2 separate regions of the Zea mays genome follow, and region 2 is linked to region 1. The links are chromatin contacts, called in public Hi-C maps. All regions are on one chromosome and are shown on one strand. The core of a region is the stretch at or near the end of the contact, and the rest is flanking DNA. Distances in the headings are between cores, read along the strand shown.

Evidence for each region. A called contact is a pair of places that touch in the nucleus more often than the background predicts.
Region 2: a contact with region 1 is called in a Hi-C map of ear, with 3 times the contacts expected there. The contact joins the enhancer-like site here to the promoter of LOC103643094 in region 1. A contact is called at or near these places in 2 of 25 Hi-C or Micro-C datasets (ear and leaf).

What each region holds. Positions count from the first base shown.
Region 1 is chr6:57,935,401-57,940,676 of Zm-B73-REFERENCE-NAM-5.0, reverse strand. LOC103643094 (translocase of chloroplast 159, chloroplastic) reads left to right here and starts at 2,100. Exons shown (of 2, transcript XM_008666263.3): 1 at 2,100-3,433; 2 at 3,521-5,276. The coding sequence starts at 2,369.
Region 2 is chr6:58,229,903-58,235,178 of Zm-B73-REFERENCE-NAM-5.0, reverse strand. No RefSeq gene overlaps it. Among protein-coding and RNA genes, the nearest start is that of LOC100194056, 64 kb to the left of the region's middle. Within about 2 kb of position 2,433, at least 18 of the 20 cell types and tissues checked have an H3K27ac peak or open chromatin away from gene starts, as enhancers often do. A contact at or near this core is called in ear and leaf, where this site is marked.

The sequences.
Region 1 (5,276 bases), core at 851-3,350:
AATGGCTAAGTCCGTGTACTTGTGTTTATATGAAATCTGAAATAACAGCTGAGGCTATTTTCTCAGTACTACTGAGGCTATTTATAGTTTCTCGGAAACTATTCTTCAGTATCTTGGGAACTTTTGTTCAGTTTCAACTGAACTATTTTTAAGTTTCTCAGGAACTAGAGACTATTTTCTCATCAACTATTGTATAGTTTCTCAGGACCTATTCTTTAGTTTCTTAGGAACTATTGTTCAATCTCTCATGAACTATTTTTCTGTTTCTCAGGAACTATTGTTGAGTTTGTCTTGAACTATTGTATAGTTTCTTAGAAATAAATATTGTTCAGTTTCATAGAAATCTGAAATAACTGCAGATTCAAGTGACTATTTTCATAGAAATATGAAATAACTATAGATTTAAGTGACTATTTTTACCGAAATCTGAAATAACTGTAGTTCATAGAGTACAAGGGAAATAGAGGAGTATTTTCATTAGAAAGCAGTGCTTGAGATCATGAATGAATTCTAGACTATTTTCACTAGAGAACAGTAGTTCATTTCACAAATTACAGTTTCAAACAAGTTCACATACCGGTACACACTGCACTTCACATATTACAATTTAAGTGGCCAGATTACACTTTCTTCTTCTTCGGGGTGATTTTTAACTAAACATCTAAGAATGTGTGGAGACGATGTTGCTCCTGCTGAAATAGTACTACCAGCTTCTGTCGTAGCAATCTGTGATGAGACACCCCCAGCCCTCCAGTCACCACTTCTTCAGTCCTTGTATTAGGAACCACTTCATCAGTATGTTACTGTCATATAGCCCGAAGCTCTTTAGGAACCACTTCATCAGTACGTTGCCCGTGAACTATCTCGTGTACATGCAACCTATAGAGCATAATGGAATTAAATAGTTGTGACCTAACCACATAAGAATCTAACTAGGTATATGCTCGTGTGTTGCTATGATAAAATACATTAATATACAAAAAATATTGTGTTTTATAATATTAACTCCGTAGCAACGCACGGGCATATACCTATAACATACATATGTATATAAGTTATCGTGTTATTATACGGTTCCGTTACGTTGCAACGCACGGGCACTCACCTAGTTTAAGAGTGAAGGTAATACTAGTTTTCATTAATTCTGCTAGAGTTAGATATAACATATGAAGCTGAATCATAAGTAAGGAATTAAATTAGTCACATACTCACATACATAAATTGATATGTGTGTGCGCGCTTTTCTTTGTTTTGTCTTTTAAAATGCTTGAAGCTAAAATGTGATGAGCAAATCAGAACATCCTATTTTGTAATCAGAACATTCTATTTTATATTCTGTCAAATGCAACATTGGATCACGCAACATTGTGTGGCCCAAAATATTTCTCCTCATAACTTCGAAACAAGCCCTTCCGACATAAAAAAAACAAAAGTTTAGCACAACCCACAACATAGATCTGGAAATACTACGTACAAAACAACAAAAGAAAAAGAAATTTGCTATTTTGTCTCTCTTAATTTTGACAGTCTATTATTATATCATTATATATATAATTGATAGGATCATTTATATCTATAATTTGTGGGTTCGATAACATATTGACAAACCCAGGCTGCAAAAGAAGTGGAAGATAACACGCTTCACCTTAGGCTAGCCGCAGTGACGGACTCGATGCCCTACCCTACCCGGCGTAGAGTTACTCGGCGTGCTGCAGCCATCTGCTGTATGGTGTACTCTATTTTGGCGCATGGGTGGACGAACGTCACAGCTAGGGTCATACGAAAGCAACTGTATACACTGTGTGTCTGTGTCCGTGAGCAACTGCATCCAATCATACGAAAGCAACTGCATACACATGCAGCATCGTGTGTATGGAAAAAATTAAAAAATTGATATAATATTTTGTAGTTAATATAGGGTTGAGATATGGAGTATATATGACTGCGGAGGATTATGGTATAGAGTAGAGAACCTTGCTGACAAGGACAAAATATTTTTTTTAAAGTAGAAATTTAGAGTTGTATGAGTGCGGATAGCCTTAGCTCCGCCTGTTTGCCTTCCTTAATATCTCACCTTGGTTTGTACTGCTGCGTGGTTCAGTGGTTGTGCCATCGTCTGGCGCCATCTCCTCCCAAAATTACACGCAAACCAAAGTAAAAAAACCATGTGTATTTACCAGCTACAAAAAAAACTGAAATCCGAAGAAACACACATATAAAATATCTCGGAGATAATTTTACTCCCCAGCCCGACCTAAAACCCTCACCTTATCTTCTCATCGCCTCCCTCCTCCCAGCTTCCTCGAATCTCACTGCTGCCGCCACTGTTTTCTTGCTTCGTTGCGTGCTGGCGGAGCAAGAGGCGGCCATGGCCACCACCAGCGACGCCGCCCCAGTCGCGCCTGTGGAGGAAGAGAGCACCTCCCCGGCAGCCGCAGAGGAGGAGCCGCCCAAGAAAGTCGAGGCGTCCATGGCCACCACCGACGTCGCTCCAGTCGCGCCCGCCCCCGTGGAGGACGAGAACCTGGCCTCGGCGGCGGCCGAGGAGAGTCCGAGCAAGAAAGTCGAGGCGGCGGCGGCCCAGGAGGAGGTGGAGGAAGTGGTGGAGGCGCCAAAGAAGGTCGTGGCGGGTGGGGGAGAGGAGGAGGAGGTGAGATTGGAGGGGATAGATGAGGGCTTTGGGGGTCCGGAGGCCGAGAACGGCCAGGCGAAGGGTGTCGGAGGAGGATATGATAGCGGGGATGTAAAAGAGGCGGATGCGGAGGATAAAGGTGGGAATTTGGGTCCGACAGAGGCCGAGGCCGAGACCGATGACGGCGGCGAGGAACCGGCGTCGGGGGACGGGGAAACACCCGCTTCTTTGGCAGCGCCCATGCCAGTGGTGGAATCCAAGTCGGAGAACGCCGAATTGGGGGATGGAGATCCTTCTCTGGTTTTCCTTGATGCGCTGGAAGGTGATGAGATGGGCGAATTACGGGAGGAGCAGGACGAGGACACAGGTGCTTCAGTGGAGGTAAAGGTTGTGGATAAGGTGGCAGATGATGCCGAGCCACCGGTGACTGAGGAGGAGAAACTGGAGCCAGAAGTTGAGAAGGGCGAGGAGGTAGGTCCTCGGAGTGGAGATGGTGGTGAGTTGAGCAATGAGAAGGAGGTTGAGGTCTTTTCTCTTAGAGAGGAGGCGGTGGAACCACAGGATATGGTAGCCCATGTTTCTGAAGCTAATGGTGAATTGGGTGATGAGAAGGAAGCAAGTGATGATGTGGTGGTTCTTGGAGTTGAAGAAGCCCCAGAAGAACCATCTAACAAGGATACTGATGGTGATGAAGTCCTGGTTCTCGGAGGTAAAGAAGCACCAGAAGAATCAACTAAGAAGGATGATGATGTTGAAGACGAAGCCACCAAGCCTGAGCCAATGAGTGAGGCAAGTCCAGTGGTAAGTCAGCATCCTCAATCTGATTTAGTTGCTAGTAGTCTTGATGTCGGTGGGGACGTAAACAATGCAAATGTTACACTGACCCAGGTTCTGAATGACGGAAGCATAGAGGAGCTTGCTCCTGCAAGTGCTGACAGTGTGCTTGAGGATAGCCTTGAGAAGGAGCAGAATGCTGAAAACCTGGCCACTGCCAGTGAAGCGGTGGAAGATGTTGGTGCCGAGGTTGAGAATGTTGCTGCTCCTAGTGTCGATGGTATCTTGTCTCGGGAGTTGGCTCCAGAATCAATCAATGAAAATAATGGCGCTGATGAGATTGAAGGTGCCACTGAGGTTGTTGATCGTGAAGAGGAGGTTGCTTATAATGACATAATTGAGGCTGTGCCAGATGACGAGGATGGGATTGATAATGAGGCTGATGATGATAATGACGGGGCAAACTCTAACACGAGTCCTGCACGGGTTGCAATCTTAGAGAGCTCTGAAGCCGCGAAGCAGATCATGAAGGAGCTTACAGAAGGCTCCTCTAGTGGTAATGTCTCAAGAGACTTCACCAATAGCATGGATGGGCAGATTATGCTTGATGATTCTGAGGATGATGATGATGGGGATGAGAAGGAATTTGATTCTGCTGCCTTGGCGGCCCTTCTGAAAGCGGCAACTGGTGGATCCTCAGATGGGAATGTCACAGTTGCTTCACAAGATGGTTCTAGAATATTCACCATGGATCGACCTGCTGGTCTTGGTTCATCAGCCCCTTCTCTCAGGCCGACTGCACCTCGCCAACCTGCCAGGTCAAACCTATTCAGCCCCTCAGAGCTAGCAGTTACTGCTGACCCTACAGAAGAGATGACAGAGGAAGAGAAGAAGCTACACGACAAGGTTGAGTTGATTAGAGTAAAGTTTCTGCGTCTGGTTTACAGGCTGGGAGCTACTCCTGAAGAAACGGTTGCAGCACAAGTGCTGTATCGTCTGAGCCTTGCTGAGGGTATCCGACATGGTAGGCAGACAAATCGAGCATTCAGCCTTGATAATGCACGGAGAAAGGCCTTACTTCTTGAAGCAGAGGGAAAGGAGGATCTGAACTTCTCATGCAACATACTTGTTCTAGGAAAGACTGGAGTTGGCAAAAGTGCAACTATCAATTCTGTATTTGGTGAAGAGAAGTCCAAAACTGATGCTTTTAGCTCAGCAACCACTAATGTGCGGGAAATCATTGGGGATGTTGATGGTGTCAAGATTAGAATCATTGATACACCTGGCCTTCGTCCCAACGTTATGGACCAAGGATCAAACAGAAAGATTCTTGCTGCTGTCAAGAAATATACCAAGAAATGTCCGCCAGATATTGTTCTATATGTGGATCGTCTGGATAGTCTGAGCCGTGATCTCAATGATTTGCCTCTTCTGAAGACAATTACCTCTGTTCTTGGCTCATCCATATGGTTCAATGCCATTGTTGCCCTCACACATGCTGCGTCTGCTCCTCCTGAAGGCCTCAATGGTGCTCCCATGACATATGAGGTCTTGATGGCTCAGAGATCCCACATCATCCAGCAGTCCATCAGGCAGGCTGCTGGAGATATGCGCTTGATGAACCCAGTAGCCCTTGTTGAGAACCATCCTTCGTGCAGGAAAAACCGTGAGGGCCAGAAAGTGCTTCCGAATGGCCAAAGCTGGAGGCATCAGATGCTGCTTTTGTGCTACTCCTCAAAGATATTATCAGAAGCCAACTCACTTCTGAAGCTTCAGGATCCTAATCCTGGAAAGCTTTTTGGCTTCCGTTTCCGCTCACCACCTCTTCCTTTCTTGTTGTCCTCACTCTTGCAGTCTAGAGCCCACCCGA
Region 2 (5,276 bases), core at 1,184-3,683, 290 kb before region 1:
CTTGGCTTGATAGCCGGGTCTACATTAAGTGAATGCTCGATGACATCTTTGTTGACACCACAGAGATCATTGGCTGACTAGGCAAAGACATCCTTGTTGTTGAACAGAAACCTCAACAGGGTTTTTTCTTGTTCATCAGATAGTTGCGATCCCAACAACACCTTCTGCTCAGCTATGTCCTCACATAGGAGCATGGGCTTCGGTTGGTCTGCTGAGACAGCCTTATCTCTTTTGTGCTTGTACTGCTGATGAGCTTCGGCTTCATCTATGTTATGAATAGCCTTCGAATCTGTCTAGTTCCCTTCGGCCCTTCTAGCAGCCTCTTGACTCCCATGCACAACTATGGGGCCTTAGTCTGATGGTATCTTCATGCATAGATATGTTGGATGAAGTATTGCTTCAAAAGCATTTAATGTTCCTCGCCCAATGATGGCATTGTAAGGATACTCCATATCAACAATATCAAAGACAACTTGCTCTGTCCTTGTATTGTGAACATAACTGAAGGTAATTGGCATGGTTATCTTGCCAAGTGCCATTATTTGCCTTCCTCCGAAGCCATAGAGGGGGTGTGTTGCATCATGTATCTTGTCATCCTGCTCCTGCATCTGCCTAAAAGCTTTTGCAAAGATGATATCTGCTGCACTGCCTGTGTCTACAAGGACATGGTGAACCAGAAACCCCTTGATGACACAAGATATAACCATTACATCATTGTGAGGATAATCCTTGAGCTGAAGGTCTTCCTGGGAGAAGGTGATTGGTATATGAGACCACATGGACTTGATGAAGGGTCCATGAACTCCAACATGTTGTACCCTTCTTTGTGCTTCCTTCTTCTGCTTCTTGTTGGTTGGTTCAGAACTTGGGCCGCCTGTGATTGGGAGCACCAGCTTCGTAGCTGAAGGTGCCACATCTTGGTTGCCTTGCAAAGCCATTGTCGCAGTCGTGGAAGTGAGTTTACCGGAGGTGGGCACCAATGTTAGTCACTTGTTCTCAGATGTTGTAGGTCAAGAACAAGGCAACACGATTGTAAATTATTACGGACCTTCATCTTCCGAAGCATTATCTCCACATGGGTATAATGCTCATCAGACGAAGGTCAAGAAGGACATACCTTCATCATTTAATATGTGAATAGGAATGTGAAAGGATAAAGACAGTAACTGTATTTCATTAATTCATTTATATTTGCATTCCATAAAATGTATATGAATATTAACAGTATTAATATTACATTGATACCTTCGTCTTGCTCGAAGGTAAAGACGCAAAAGAGTGATTACAAATCAGCGTGAACAATACGGTGTTACTATTCATCTATTTATAGGCACGGGACGCAGCCCGGGTAATATTACATTCATGACCCTCAACATTTATCTACAGACAACCTGAAATACTAAGGTCTATCTGGTCTTTCCTTCTTCTGCTTGACTTGAACCGAAGCTGATGGTAGCTTGGACATTTGTCAATATTGCTTCTACTCAAGGTCCTCGTCTTGAGAACCTTCAGTAGAGGAAAAGAGGATCTCTGTATCCCTTTGTCGAAGGTGTTTTTGCCTTGAGGACCTTCGGCGGAGAAGAAACCCCCAACAATATGGATTAGCTAAGTTTATTCCATTAATTTCATACTTAAAATTAATTTCTTTATTTAATTTTATGAATCACACAGAACCTAGGAGTGCAGATTGCAATACCTAAAACTTCGGGGTTTAATTTGATAAAATTAGGACTGGGTTGTAATAGCTTTATGTAACACTCAAAAATTTTAGTTTGGGATTCATAAAAATTTTATTCAAAACTATTTGAGTTAAACTATCATAGATTCCTTTCTTGTCAAAGTATATCTCACTAAAATAAATAAATAGTAATAACAAGAGCTTAGTAGGTTAAGAACTGAGATTCAAATCTGAAAAACTAAAGTTCAAGTTGAAATTACGGAACAATAGGTAAAAGAAACACTTTCAATCTATTTATTATAACTTTATAATTAGAGCACTCCTTAAACAATATTTGACTCAAATCATGGTGAAGTTTTTATATTAAATTTCTCCCAAACAAAATAAAGTAATGTGTGAATTATTCTCTTAAGAATTATGCATATAGAAACATTTATTTAGGTGAATAATTAACCAATAAATAAATAAAATAAACTTTGCATGGCATCCTGGATCTTTGACTGAGCATTGAATTAAGTTTGAAATTCAAACCTTGTTTGAATCTGCTTTAGAGTTCAAAATTTGAAAATAGAAATGAAATAAGAATTTGGAAAAAAAGAAGAGATGGTAACCCTGTGCTTGGGCCGAATTCCCTGCTTCTGGCCCACTTCTCCTCACGGTCAGGCCATCTCCACTTCTCTCCCCGCATGTCCCATTCCACTCCTTTCCCCTTTTCTTTTGTTTTGTCACACTTACGTGCGGGGCCCGCTTCGTCAACCTCCCACACTGCGTCCGCGTCCCATCTCTGCGCGCACGCGCACGAATCGATGCTGCGTGGGCCTGGCTTGCCAGAATCACCTTTCCCCCGTAACAAACCATGTTGGACTTCGTGTGTGCACTGGGAAATCTTCGCTCCCAGCTCTGGACCAAGGGAAACCCAACAGATCCCCCGTGACTGTCGTTGTTGATTGGATGCTATAGATTCACGCACTTCTCGGGGCCATGGAACCCCTCGGCTATATAAAAGTGCTTGGCTCCGTAACACCCCCTGCATCCTGCTGCCAGTGCCGGAAAGAGAGATAGAAGAAAATGGCTGCCACCCTAGAAAACCTATTGGCGACCGTCGGGTCCCCTATGGGCGGTCGGGGAGAGCCACCAGTGATGCCTGCATGTGGCCGACGTGGTTCTAGGCATGAGGACCCCCCAGTGGTTCGCCAATTTCTCAACGGAGTTGGGCGCCACGGCGGACCCGCACCAAGCCATGGTCGGGGGCTGTCGGCATGTTCATCCTGGTAAGAACACTCCTACCTAGTTCGTTCTGGTCTCTTCTACGCGTAGCACCATTCAGTTTGGGGTTTGGGGCTCTAGGGCGCAACATCACCTGCTCCGGCGAGTGCATCGCCATGGGAGCTCTGCTCCACCGCGCTGTCCCGCGTTCAAGCAGGAGGGAGACAGGAATCGCGCACCAGCCGTTGACCCTGGCGCGGGCGGTACAAATTAAAACGTAGCTTACCCCTTGACTTGATGGGTTGTGCGCCGTTTGATCGGGAACGAGGGGATAAGATTAGATCATGTTTGCATAAAATCCTGACCGTTGGTAAGAGATCCGGTGACCGGAAAAGCATATCGGTTCGGATTTTGATCCCGGTCGTCCGATCCAAATTATGCGCGTAAGATTTGATCGTAGTGTTTAAAATCTAGGCCGCTGATCTTGGGATCAACGGTTCTCAGTACATACCAGTTCGATTAAATAGTGATCTAATCGATGTCGTCCATTTGTGATCCAACAGATCTTAATGGTCAGTAACCCCTTCGCCCGAGCCGTTTTACAAAAGAGCCCCCACAGGTCATACAAAACAACCCACGGTCCTTCCACCTTTAAGAATCAAAACAAGCGGGTCCTGGAATTTAGGGTTTGAACTCTGAGCTCTCGGGATTTTGTTCCCTCGGTCCAAATGCTATTCAAATTTATGAGTAAATCCTAGAAATTGATTTTTAGTGTAACATAAATTCAGAAACTTTTGTAATTCATATTTAATCCACTGTAACTCCAATTTGACCCGTTCAAATTGCGATAGTTTTGTGATAAATTTGCCTACGCAGTAGTAACATTAGTTGTGACATACCCCACACTTTTAAAATTAGAAGTTTCCCTTTGAGTAGTAGATTTATTTTACTAATCAAGGATTGTTATGTATATAATTACAATTTTACTATAATATGATTTTTAAACAAGTTATAATATATATTAAAGATAAACTAAATATTTAGAATATATTCTCTCATATGATGTATATTAACCAATTTATAATATAGTTTAATATTTAACCACGGGGAATCTTCAGTAAATCATAACTCCGTAACCGTAACTCCGATTTTAGTGGTTCTCGAACCCACGATCTCATAGCAACACGTAGATTATTATTATGCAGTTTGTTCTTATGTTTGGTGTGATATTAATTTTGCCTATACCATGTTTGTTTGTATTTCTACGACTAGCAGTGAGGTCACGAGGATCTAAAGAATTATCCTGGTACCTGGAATCTCAAGTCCCAGGCAAGTTGTGCCCTTGATCACTTCTTTTACCCAATCATGTTCTTATTAATCATAATGATCTGCACTATTCGTTTTTGTACCATGATTCATCATATGTGTGAGACTTGGTCCCAGCACACCTTGTGATTATTTCGCGCCCGGGTTTTAGACCCCTAAAACCAGGGTGTGACATACTGCCCTTGCCCCTTTTGGGTAAGGTAGTCCACCACTAGCATTCCTAATTAGTCAGCCAAGGGCGTCCCATACCGGCGTCCCATACCACCCTTGTGGTAGCACTGTTTTCCCGGGTGGTTCTCGATGTTCCAATTAACATAATAATCTAATCATGAACAGTAAATAACAAACTGATAATAAAAGTATAATCATGAATAATGTATATCACCATACCCAAAACCACATAAAGCAATAGTAGGTACTACCCAAAAGTTCAGTGGTAAATAAGGTATAAATATAGCCAAACTAGGGTAACCTATTGGGTCCCATCAAAATTAACTTATGCAGATCATTATGATTAATAAGAACATGATTGGGTAAAAGAAGTGATCAAGGGCATAACTTGCCTGGGACTTGAGATTCCAGGTACCAGGATGATTTTTCAGATCCTTGTGCCCTCACTGCTAGTCGTAGCAATACGAACAAATATGGTATAGACAAAATTAACATCACACCAAACATAAGAATAAACTGCATAATAATAATCTACACAACGCTACGAGATCGTAGGTTCGAGAATCACTAAAATCGGAGTTACGGTTCTGGAGTTATGATTTATGGAAGATAAATGTGATTTAAATATTAAACTATATTATAAATTGGTTAATATACATCTTATGAGAAAATATACTCCAAATAGTTAAGTAAACTTTAATCCAGATTATAACTTGTTTAGAAATCATATTATAGTAAAATTATAATTATAGACATGTAAATCCTTGTTATTAAAATAAATCTACTACTAGAAGGGTAAACAAATATTTAAGTATACAAGTATGTGACACAGTACAATAACGTTGCTACTGCGTAGACAATTTTATTACGAGACTAAAGCAATTTGAACGGGTCA